2 separate regions of the Mus musculus genome follow, and region 1 is linked to region 2. The links are chromatin contacts, called in public Hi-C maps. All regions are on one chromosome and are shown on one strand. Each heading gives the region's core, a stretch centred on a gene start, on an enhancer-like site or on the middle of the called end of the contact. The rest is flanking DNA. Distances are from core to core; before and after follow the strand shown. Region 1 has its middle 14 kb from the start of Gm32213. Region 2 overlaps Vps54 (VPS54 GARP complex subunit).

What was found. Hi-C and Micro-C count contacts between places; a contact is called where the count stands out from the background.
Region 1: a Hi-C map of CD8 T cells shows a contact between it and region 2, with 2.6 times the contacts expected there. The contact joins two enhancer-like sites. A contact is called at or near these places in 1 of 39 promoter capture datasets (the C10 cell line), 3 of 15 datasets of contacts at CTCF or cohesin (the NIH/3T3 cell line, large pre-B cells and pro-B cells), 27 of 484 Hi-C or Micro-C datasets (B cells, the Ba/F3 cell line, the C10 cell line and 16 more), 1 of 115 datasets of contacts at active chromatin or transcription factors (memory CD8 T cells) and 2 of 9 other capture datasets (embryonic stem cells and liver).

Annotation. Positions count from the first base shown.
Region 1 is chr11:20,777,611-20,783,402 of GRCm38.p6, reverse strand. No RefSeq gene overlaps it. Among named protein-coding and RNA genes, the nearest start is that of Gm32213, 14 kb to the left of the region's middle. Within about 2 kb of position 2,877, at least 15 of the 459 cell types and tissues checked have an H3K27ac peak or open chromatin away from gene starts, as enhancers often do. A contact at or near this core is called in CD8 T cells, where this site is marked.
Region 2 is chr11:21,300,413-21,306,035 of GRCm38.p6, reverse strand. Vps54 (VPS54 GARP complex subunit) reads right to left here. Exons shown (of 23, transcript NM_139061.5): 13 at 256-385. Among named protein-coding and RNA genes, the nearest start is that of Mir1933, 41 kb to the left of the region's middle. Within about 2 kb of position 2,210, at least 17 of the 459 cell types and tissues checked have an H3K27ac peak or open chromatin away from gene starts, as enhancers often do. A contact at or near this core is called in CD8 T cells, where this site is marked.

The DNA of each region.
Region 1 (5,792 bases), core at 1,628-4,127, 520 kb after region 2:
AAAGGAAAAAGATGAGAGGGAGATGAAAAAAAAAAAGTGACAGGAAAGGAATTTACAGAGAATCTTGGCTACAGTAGTCAGGGAAAGCAGAGAAGAGAGACTCCAACCAAAGAGAGACAGAAAACCTCTTGAAAAGGACCAGTGCGCATATTGCAAGGAGAGTGGCCACTGGGCAGGAGAATGCCCTAACAGATGGAAGCTGGGGTCGGGAAATCTCAGGCCTTGGGAAAAGCGCCCCCAAATGGCAAAGGTGTTAGCCCTGGGGGAAGACAACAACTAGGATAGATGGGGTTCAGACCCCCTCCCCAAACCCAGGGTAACTCTGACAGTGGAGAGGAAACCCATTCAATTCTTAATGGACACAGGGGCTTAACTCTTGATCCTCTTCCAAAAAAAATCTTGGGTCCAAGGAGCCACTGGAAAATGTATTCATGGACTACCTGAAGATCAGTGGATCTAGGGATGGGCCAGGTATCCCATTCATTTATGGTCATCCCAGACTGTCCCTATCCTCTGTTGGGGCAAGACTTACTCTCTGAGATGGGGGCCCAGATACACTTCCTGCCCAACAGGCCACAACTAACTGGCCCAACAGGAGAGCCTATACACGTTCTGAAAACCAGACTAGATGATGAGTATAATTATTTTAAACCACCTTTACTCAGAACCAGGACTTGATTTGGGGGTTGGAAACGTTCCCTGAGTGGAACTGGCAGGGATGGGCAAAGCAAAATGTCATCCATCCCCCCTCTAACCCCCCCCCCTTTTCTCTCAGACAATACCCTGTGTCTCAGGAGGCACGAGAAGGAATTAAGCCACACATCTCCAGGCTCCTCCAGCTTGGGGTGTTGTGTAAGTGCCATTCAGCCTGGAACACTCCGCTCCTGCCAGTTAAGAAGCCGGACACTAATGATTACCACCCAGTCCAGGACTTACCAGAGGTAAACCACAGAGAGGCTGACATCCACCCTACTGTGCCTAACCCCTACACTCTGTTGAGTTCTTTGCCACCTTCCAGTATTTGGTACATGGCCTTAGACTTGAAAGATGCTTTCTTCTGCCTGCCCTTGGCACCCCAAAGTCAAGAATACTTTGCCTTTGAATGGAAAGACTTAGAAGATGGGACTATGGGTCAGCTGACATGGACTAGATTAATTACCCCAAGGATTCAAAAACTCGACCACCACCTTTGATGAGGCCCTTCACCAGGACCTGAGGCCCTACAAGGAGGCAACCCACAGGGAATTCTTTTGCAATATACTCTACATCCATCCCCCTTCAGGCCCCAAGCAGATTCGGTGCATGGCCAGGTTTTGCTACCTGTGAATTCTGGGGTTTGCAGAATTAGCAGTCCTTCTCTACCTGACCTTTTAAGTGGAGAAAAGAGGAACAGAAGAAAGAAAGAAAGAAAGAAAGAAAGAAAGAAAGAAAGAAAGAAAGAAAGACAGAGAGAGAGAGAGAGAGAGAGAGAGAGAGAGAGAGAGAGAGAGAGAGAGAAACTAAAATGCCTTACTGGTAGATTTTATGGAGGTATCGTCTTAATTTAGGTTCTCTCCTCTCAGATAACTCTAGTTTGTCAAGTTGACAGAAAACTAGCCAACATAGCTACTATCTTGTCCCCTGTTTTTATATTTTAGTAACTAACTTAGTTTTAAAATATCCAGGGATTGACAACAAATAATGTGTGTAATATGTTTTCCCTAGTAATCATTACTCAAAAGTCATTAAATTAATATTCTTGTTTATCTTGATGTGTAAGTTAAGACTCTGGTTAGTGATATACATATAACACACACACACACACACACACACACACATATCCCAAATAAGTAAAACAGAACTCTATGTAGGTAGAGATAATGCTACAAAAATGAACTACCCAGAACATGGAGGTACTCTGTATTTTATAATGTTCACTTTGGGTAAATGTTTTTTCACTGTTAATAAATATATATCCTTCATTTTAAAAAAAGCCAGTTTCAACAAGCAACGTGATGGTTCCAATTTTAAGAAAAGTGGAGCAACCCAGCAAGCATACCCTATACCTTCCAGAAAGGTTTGTAAAAGAAACAAGAAAGACGGGTTAGCAATCAGATAACGAAGGCACTGTGCACATCTCAGGCTTCTGCAGTTGGGTCACTAAGGTGTGTCTCAAGGTGGTGGGGAATGAGAACTTTAAGGTGCTGCTGGGTGATGGCCTCTCACCAACTAGAGAGGAAAAAAATGAAGGTAAGGGAAAAGCACAAAGACAAATCTAACCTGGAGAAGAGCTGGGGCCGGCATCGTGTCATCTGTGGAGAGGAGAGTGAGAATGATGGACAGGGCTTGGAATGGTCCTAAATCAAAGATGGTTCCGAGACATGGGAGGGCTGCTTGTCAACAGACCAACTTAACAATCTGGAGAGGAAACGTGCCTGGACAATGTGTTAGTCCAGACTGACAGCCTCAAAGTGGGCAACGTGTTAGTCCAGACTGATGGCCTCAGAAATCTCTCGGGTGTCTGCTTGTTGGGCAGCTTGTTAGAACCTCTGGCTAAGTGTCTAAGGCACATGCACACACACACACACAGACATGCGCACACACATGTACTCACTCACACATGCATGCACACATTGCGCACACACACGTGTGTCCATTCATACCCATCAATCGTGAGTTGTATTGCTCTCGGTATCCTGATCTGTCACCACACCCTAGGTCACTCCTCCACATACCGACTTTCTGGTGACTCCATTACTGAATTTTTCACACAAAGTCGGCTTTCTACCCATGCCAGTGATAGCAGCTGCTGGTCTTTGTTAGACGTATTTGTGTCAACTCTAAAGTCTTTACTCCTACATCATGGCCTTCTCTACCACAGTGTGGTCAATTAGCAATGAGACACCAGTTCTCTCTTCCTGTGCCTCTGTGGAGAGACTGCAAAAGTCATTTCCTGGAGAGCTGATGTCTGTGAGCCCTGGCAAGAAAAGACATGGTTTGCCATGGGGGTAAGAAATGATTACCAGGAAGAATGGATTTAGGGTAAAATGCCAGAAATAGGGTACATTGTTGGGGGACACCTCTTTCCAGCTTCTAAACAGCTTCCGTGGATTGAAGTCTCTAGCAAATGGCAGCAGCTAAGTTGGTAAACAATGGGAAGCATTCACCTACTCCAGAATGACAGGGTGATGCCACCCTGAAGAGCCCAAGCAGAAGAAAATCCTGTGCAAGATGCTCAAAGGGGAACCAAGGACAGAAAAGTAGAGCCATGCTTTGACCACCCAAGAGCAACAGTAGAGAGGATAGAGAGAAAGCCCCCCTCCTCCCTTGTCTCGTCACAGAAGATAGAAATCACTTAATTTAGAGACTCAAACAGATGCTCAGGAATCTAGAATTTTCATTATTTTTGCTATTGGAGATTGGTGCTATCTAATACACACCTGTCATATTACGTTTTGCCCTGGGTTATTAGTGTTATGCTGCTCTTTGTTAAATGTACTTTGTTAAAAACCAAAAACAAAAGACACCCATCTCCAATTCATTTCCAACTAATGATGCTTCAAAGAGTGAATTCTATAAGGAAAAAAAAGTAATCATAAACTTACACAATTAAGAGAGAGTCAGGGGCTAGAGAGATGGTACAGTGGTTAAGAGCACTGACTGCTTTTCCAGAGGTTCTGAGTTCAATTACAGGTGTCCCACAACCACCTGTAATAGGATCTGATGCCGTCTTCTAGTGTCTGAAGACAGCTACAGTGTTCATATACATAATAAATAAATATTTTTAAAAAGAAAGGTAAAGAAAGTAGGGCTTGGAGTCAGGCCACACCCATTTGCAGAGCACTGCTGCACTCTGTGGGTGTGCATTATAAGTTCATGGATGGCAAAGTGGGCAGGACAGGACCAGCAAGATGCCTGGGCACATACCTGTCAACAGGTAAAGAGTGCAAAGATGGAGTACATAAACAGACTGGGGGAGGAGGGCAACTGGGCAGAAGCACAGCTAGACAGTATACATTTCCCAAGGTTGGCTTTTCCTCAGTTGTGCTACTTATCTCCTAAGAACACCTGAGTGACTGCAGAGCAAACTTTTGTGCTAAGGCCTGAAATCTGAATCAAGCATGTGCATAAACAGCCTTCTTATTGCTGCAGACTTCTTAGTCTACAACTAAAGACTCTAGCTGGTCTCTAGCTGGTCTGGGGATACCTTCCCAAGTGAAGACACAGAAGAGCCAACAGATTCAGCAGCATTCTGTCATCTCTGCGGTCACCCAATTCACAATCTCCCCCTGCAACTCCCAGCCCATGCCCAGAGTCCAAATGCATTCTGGGAGTGCTCTCTGACCACACAGCGTATCATAACCAACACCAGGCTTGCCCCATCCTGTCACAGCAAAGCATCACACAGGCACCTCAGTTACTTAGCACGAGAGTTGTTTCATAAAGTTACAGCCAGCTGCATTAGTGAGGATGGGGAGAAGGAAGAAGAGGAAGAAGAAGGGGAAGAAGAGGATAAGGAGGGGGAAGAGGAAAAAGGGAAGGAAAGGAGAGGTGAGGAAAGCATGTATGACTAGATAGGAGGAGGAGATGTCCATTATATATTGCAGTTTTTAAAAGGTAGTTTGTCCAAAGCTCTATCTGGAATAAGATGACTGCATTTTTTTTCAAAACTAAATAAAACAAAACAAAAACTCTATGGTCATCTTAAGTCAGCATCCCATAGGCTTGCTTGAAGAGCAACAAGTAGGGTGGCTTGGCCAAGACCCAAGACCCTGTAGCTTGCTGGGTGGGGTGAGTGTACACTTTCAGCAGATCTAGCCATAGAAATGGTGGGGGGAATGGAGAAGGAGGAGGAGGAAGAGGAGAACTAGCACTAATCCTAGGCCAGAGAAGCTGGGAAGAGGAAAGTTAACCCAAAGATAAACCCTACACCACAGGAAGAGGAACTGCTACTTTGGGGACATGTTATCAGTGAAAGTCACTTTGGCTGCAGTATGATAACCTCTTTCAACATCGAGTTTCTCAGCTCAGAAGGTCTTGGTCATTTTGTTTTATTTTTAATATATTGTGGAAACAGAGCTCCTCATTGAATTTTTGGTCCACAAACTCTCAGAAAAACTGTTAAATTTATTTTGTTTTTAAACCACTGCAGAAGGAATATTACAGATCTAGTTAGTGTTTGTCACCTTGAACTCTAGAGACCATACTGAATGGTTTTAAGGAGAGAGAAAATGTTTTGGATTTAATGTGTATATATTTCCATGCAACAAATGAAAATAGTTTGTGAATGACCACCACCAACCACAATTGTTTTTACTGGCTTCCATGACCTATGGGTGGAAACCCCTGGGAAACCCCTTACTTCATTAGGGTCATTAGGTCCTTACTTCAGCTTCTGTATCAGCAAAGAGCAGGATATATACAATGTAACACAAGCAAACAAGATGCCCCAGATACAAGTAATTTGCTTCATAGTGTTTCTACATAAACATGTATAATGATTTAGTTTGTGTGCCTGGCCCTTTAAAGGGCCCTATGCTCTTCAGCATTGAAACCCTGAATATGTATCAATGGTATGATTTACAAACTTTAGCTTAATAAAGAAGGGAAAGGAACTCCAGGATGTAATGAATCCATTGGATGGATTACTCTATTCATGGCTCTCAAATCTGTTAACATTCTTCATTTCTTTTTTATGGTTGCCATGGAAGTGAAAGTGGGCAACCACGAGTATGCAGAGCTGCAGAGACCCTCAGCTAGGTGGAACAAGGCTGTAGCCCCTGTTGATGCCCTGTCTGCTGTGGTATTCAGGG
Region 2 (5,623 bases), core at 961-3,460:
TGCTATATTTTTAAGTCTTTTAAATAAACAAATAATTGGAAAAGGATAGTTTTATAATTTTCTATTTCTATTTTCTAATTATTTGACATCTTAGTAGCTCCTTAGAAGACCACAGCAATAATACCATCAATTTTCCAAGTGTTAAGATGGATAAGACTGTGACAGAACATAGGTACAGTTACATATAACTTAGATCTCTAAAGTAACACTTTGTATATACAGAAGAATCTCCAAGACTATATGAAAATAAAATACCTTTGCTCTTGACATGAGAAATTTGACAGCTCGATCATGGCATACATCTGAAGCATTACACAGTAACTCCTGGATGTTACTTGCTAGTTTTCCTAGCTCCAAGTCAGTTAACCTCATGTCTTCACTGACTCTGAAGATGAGACAATGAGATTTAATCAGGAAACACAGTATTCTCCATATGTGATGTATCAAAGAGGAGGACAAAGATAGAGAATTCACATTTGTGGAAAAAATTCTGGGCTAGCTATTGTCCATTTTAATAAGTTTTAATGGTGCTCAAGGTAACATTTCAGAGGCCTAACTTTTTTACTGTACTAGTCCTACCACTTAGCTCACCCTGCAGCTGCAGTCTGCAGCCATTACAGCAGAAGAGATGTGTTCTGAGGTGAGGTGGCAGCTGTGCAGGAGCAGCTCTGTGATGCCCTGAGAGGAACAAGCTGGGATGGCCAGTGAGGAGGGAGGACATTCATAGCAAGTAGGTTCTTTCTTCCTGTGAGTGTAAGTTACTTAGTGGCAGAGGACTTACTGAACTTAGTGCTTAGCACTGGAAAGACAGAGCCCTTAAGGAAGCTGTATTAAACAGTTGTGTTTATATTTTGAGGGGAAATGCAAGATTTTTCTATTTCTAAATATTTCCATTCAAGAAGCATAAAGACCACAGAGCTTGGCAGTGGTAGCATGCACCTTTAATCCCAGCACTCAATAGGCAGAGGTAGGCAGATCTCTGAGTTCAAAGACATCCTAGCATACAAAGCAAGTTCCAGGACAGCCAGGGCTATACTGAGAAACCCTGTCTAAATAAAATAAAATAAATAAATAAATGCCACTTATTCTATGCCAACAATTCTTTAGCATCATAATAAGCCAAGTTAAGTGCCTGTGTCATTTATAGCCCTTTCGATGGAATAAGACAATTTTCAAAGTTATTATTAGCAGGCTCTGATTTATATTACTGGGTTATGATATTGAAGAAAGTTTATTATCCCTCAAAATTATATCGCTAAACCTATTTACTAGTGTCTTAGAATAACAGCAGGGTTAATAGTCTTAAGGTATTCTCAAAACAGTCTTGTATAATTTTACTGAGTCAGGTAGACTGTGGCCCTCAGTAGTTTAAATGATCAACCCACAGCTGCAATAGTAAGAGAGAAAGACCAAAATCTAGAATTGGTCTCTAATTCATTAAACTTCCTCTGTTCCATAATTTCAGGGATTAGGGGGACGGGACAGATGTAGTGGGTACAAATGGAGCCAGAACGCAACCTTTGGTTTCCTTCCTCAGGGACCATTTACCTCGTTTATGACACAGAGCCTCACACTAGCTCAGCAAGTAGGCTAGGCAAGTTGGCTAGGCAAGTTGGCTAGTCATTTCCATGCCTCTGCCTGTTCAGCACTTCGATCTCAAGAGCACACCTCCACATCCAACGTATGACCTGTGTTCAGATGTAAAACTCTTTTTGCTGACTTGAGTTTCCTCTCCAATGCTCAAAACACTTATTTATATAAAAACAGTCTGGTACTAATGCCAATTCCAACCAAAAAATGCTCATTTAGATGTTCAAATTTCCTACTGAAATGAGGTCTTATTTTCTAAAGGATTACTAAAAATTTGCCATGTAACAGAATCACTAATGAATTTAGAACCCTTAGCCATATGCTACTAACTCACAAAGACATAAACAGAAAACAGTAAATAAAAAGTTTTTAAATACTGCAGTGGCCTAACCAAAAGTGTGAATGTTCTTAGATCTTGTTTAATTAGCTGTAATTTTTCCTTAGAAAAGCTCTTTGAGTTTAATTGCTTTTAACTTCCCTGTCACCTCCGAGTTGAGTGGCAAGCTTTCAGGCACTGGTGTATAAGCTGAACATAAGCAGAACCATAGACAGTGCCTATGTTTCATCCTGTGGTAACATGCAATGAAGGAATGCCAGAGAAGATTCTAAAGTGACAGACAATGAGGACAGGAAATAAACCCACATAAACAACTGTGATGCAGGCTTAAGACTGTCAAATGTCACAGCAAGCTGCTAGCTGCTTTCAATACTTCTCTCCCCTGCCACAGTAACGGCTTTAGCTGCACAAGTATCTTTAACTGACAGACAGACAACTAACTAAAGACTCTAGTTCTCAAGCTCTTTTACAGAGCGAGTCATATGTCACATCCTAGCCTCTGCTGTGGAAGTGACAGTAAAAAGTACAAATTCTAGACCATGTTCCTAAAAAACAAGAGCAAGATGGAGAGTGAAGCTAGGGCCTCCCTCATGCCAGGTCAACTCTCTCCTACTGCAGTGAACATGGTGCTTTATCACAGAATAAGAAACGTAATGATAGCCGGGCATGGTGGTGGCGCCTTTAATCCCAGCACTCGGGAGGCAGAGGCAGGAGATTTCTGAGTTCGAGACCAGTCTGGTCTATAGAGTGAGTTCCAGGACAGGCAGGGCCACACAGAGAAACCCTGTCTCAAAAAAACAAAAAAACAAAAAAAAAAAAAAAGAAAGAACAAACGAACGAAGGAATGAACTGTAATGACTACACACTTCTCTGAGTATCTGGTTTATAGCAACAGTGGTACTACATACAGAACAGTAAGGAAGATGGCATTTTAGCTAAATGAGCTAAAGGATTATCTAGGTATAGGAGGAAAAAAAGGAAGAAAATCTTGCATGATACAAAACAATTACAGAGAAACTGTCAATCTAATTGTCAAAGGGACATATTTAAAATTAATAGCCTTTTTTAACCAAAAAGACCTTAACTAGAGAATGAAGTAGGAATTCACAAAGTGGTAGATGATTTTGCAATATGGTTGGAGAGCAGACATGTGCTTACACAAGCAACTCCAGCAAATCACTAAGAAAGGAAGAGGGAGGGAGGGGGGGGCAGACAGGCAAAGACCCTCTTTATACACTTGCCAGGAGAAGCTATCAAAAGGGACAGTAAGTACACGGAAAGGTGTTCTCCTACCAATAACCAGGACAAAACTAAAACTCCTACAGTTGCAACCTAGACTCCGAGCAGCCAACATGTACAAGACTACCAAATGGGGAGAGTGAGGGGAGTGAATGAAGATGTGAGGCAATGGAACTCTTCCTGACAGGACTCTAAGTAATGAGCAAATGCACATGAGGCTAAAAACCCAGAGAACCTTCCCGCTTCTGCTTTTACAGGGCAGACTGGTGTGTCCAGGGCCTTCCCTTCTGCAGTCTTTTCCTCTTGAATTATAACCTTAACTGAGAATGCCCAGTTATGTGTATTTTACAGTGAATATGCTCAGAAATGTGCCTGCCCCACGGTTTATTCCCATATGAATACGTATAGACTTTCTATATAAATTCCTTACCTTTTTTTCCCCCCATTTAAGAGAATGCCATCTTTTAAAATTGATCTCTTGCCTACAGGCAACAAATTCTCCTGCATTCTCATGTGTTGGCTGTCCTTTTTGGCTGTGCACTCAACTAAAATGTAAGCCCATTATATTCAGTGATTGTGTGCGCGCGCACACACACGTGTGCATGTGTCCGTCTCCATTCCTGGTGTCTATATGTGCATATATATTTTCCAACATTTGTTTGTAGCGTGTACAACAAAAATATTGACAAGCATTTAAAAGCTAAGGATTTAACAGTGCATAGTATGCATAAGAACCAGCAATTCATGAAATCACCAAAGGCAGGCCAATCCCTAAAAATAGAAATAACCCCAAATCTTATCAATAGCAGAATGACTTTTGTATTGTGATGTTGTCATAGGACATTATTTTTGTATACAAATAAAGTCCCACTACATGCACTTATCACACACATAATATTGAAGGAAAGAAAGCAGATAAACACAAAAGTGTGGTTCTATGATATACAACTGAAAATGAAAGCAACAAAACACACACACACACTAATAGTTTTAATGACTTGATTCCAGATGAAATTGATTAGAGCCAGGGCAGGGGAGGGTAAGTTTTCTAGAGAGCTGATACTGTTCCATTTCTTGACAATATTTCTTGATGAAATATTTGCATTTTGGAATAATTATTTGAGCTGAACATTTAGAATTTAACTTTTGTCCCACAAGTGCACTGTATACCAAATTCAAAAGTTTGAACCAAAACAAAACAAGGAGAATCCCAGTCCCCTGCACTCTCCTCCTCACTGCTAGGCTACGTAGAAACGATAAATGCAGAAACAAAAAGCACCTCAGATGCAAACGGAAGCCACAATGAGGGTAGGACAGCCGTCCACTCAAGTGAAGATCTCCTAACTCCAAAATAAATAAAATTATTTAAGATACAGAATTTGTTGTTGTTGTTGTTGTTGTTGTTATTTTGAGGCAGGGTCTTGCTGTATCTCTGGCTCTCCTGGAACTTACTATTTAAATCAGGCTGACTTTGGACTCAAGAGATTCACCTGCCTCTGCCGCTGCCTCCCAAATGCTGGGGAAAAAGCTGTGCATCACCATGCCCAGTCAAAATACATAATGTTAATATAGATTTAATAGTATAATAATAACTAGTAAATATAAAGATATTAGCCTAAACACAGACAAAATATATACATTTGCTAGTGCATTTCAGGTATTTCAGTAGGAAGGAAACACTGTAATAAACTGATGTAAGTAAAATGTGAGCTCCATGAACTCTGGACCCCAGGTTGATTTACACATAAGCAACAGTACTAAGTCTTGCTATCCTTAACAACGTAATACAAACTATGCTCTTGGAACAGAAAGCATTTACAGTTTTTGCTCTGTCTTTTTCGATAGCAGTTATTACAGTTATTACTGAATTGTGTAAGACAATGTTCTGGGTTATCAAAGGCGGACTCTAGCATCTGGGGTAAAGAGGCATCATGTCTGAGTGCAGATACAAAGAGAAAGGGGAAGGGGTGGAAGGGAAGAGAGTGAGATGGGGTCATGTGGCAGATTATTCAGAGCTGAGGCCTTGGAATGGAGGATTTTTGACAGTGTTCATACTATTATTGCAAATTTTCTGTAAATGTGAAATAATTTCAAAACATATATTTTACAAGTGATGTTTGGAAAGGCAATGTAATCCACTAAGAAACTCACATCTCTGAGAAACCAATGCATAAGGCCAACACATCTTTACTAATATAAAGTAAAGGATCAGGACGGGAGAGAACAAAGAAAAATCACCAGAGCAGTAAGCGATGTGGGTTCCTGGAAAAGTTCTGTTTGGTTTATATAAATTTCCTCTGAATCAATTTCCATAGTGCTGAAGGGAGGATGGCTCAGGAAATAATTCAAGCTCCTCACCACTCTAAGATCCTGTAATCTCTCCACTGTCTCCACGGCTCTCCTCCACACCCTCTACACATCTTCAAAATGAAGTGTATGTTTCATAAAAATTACTTT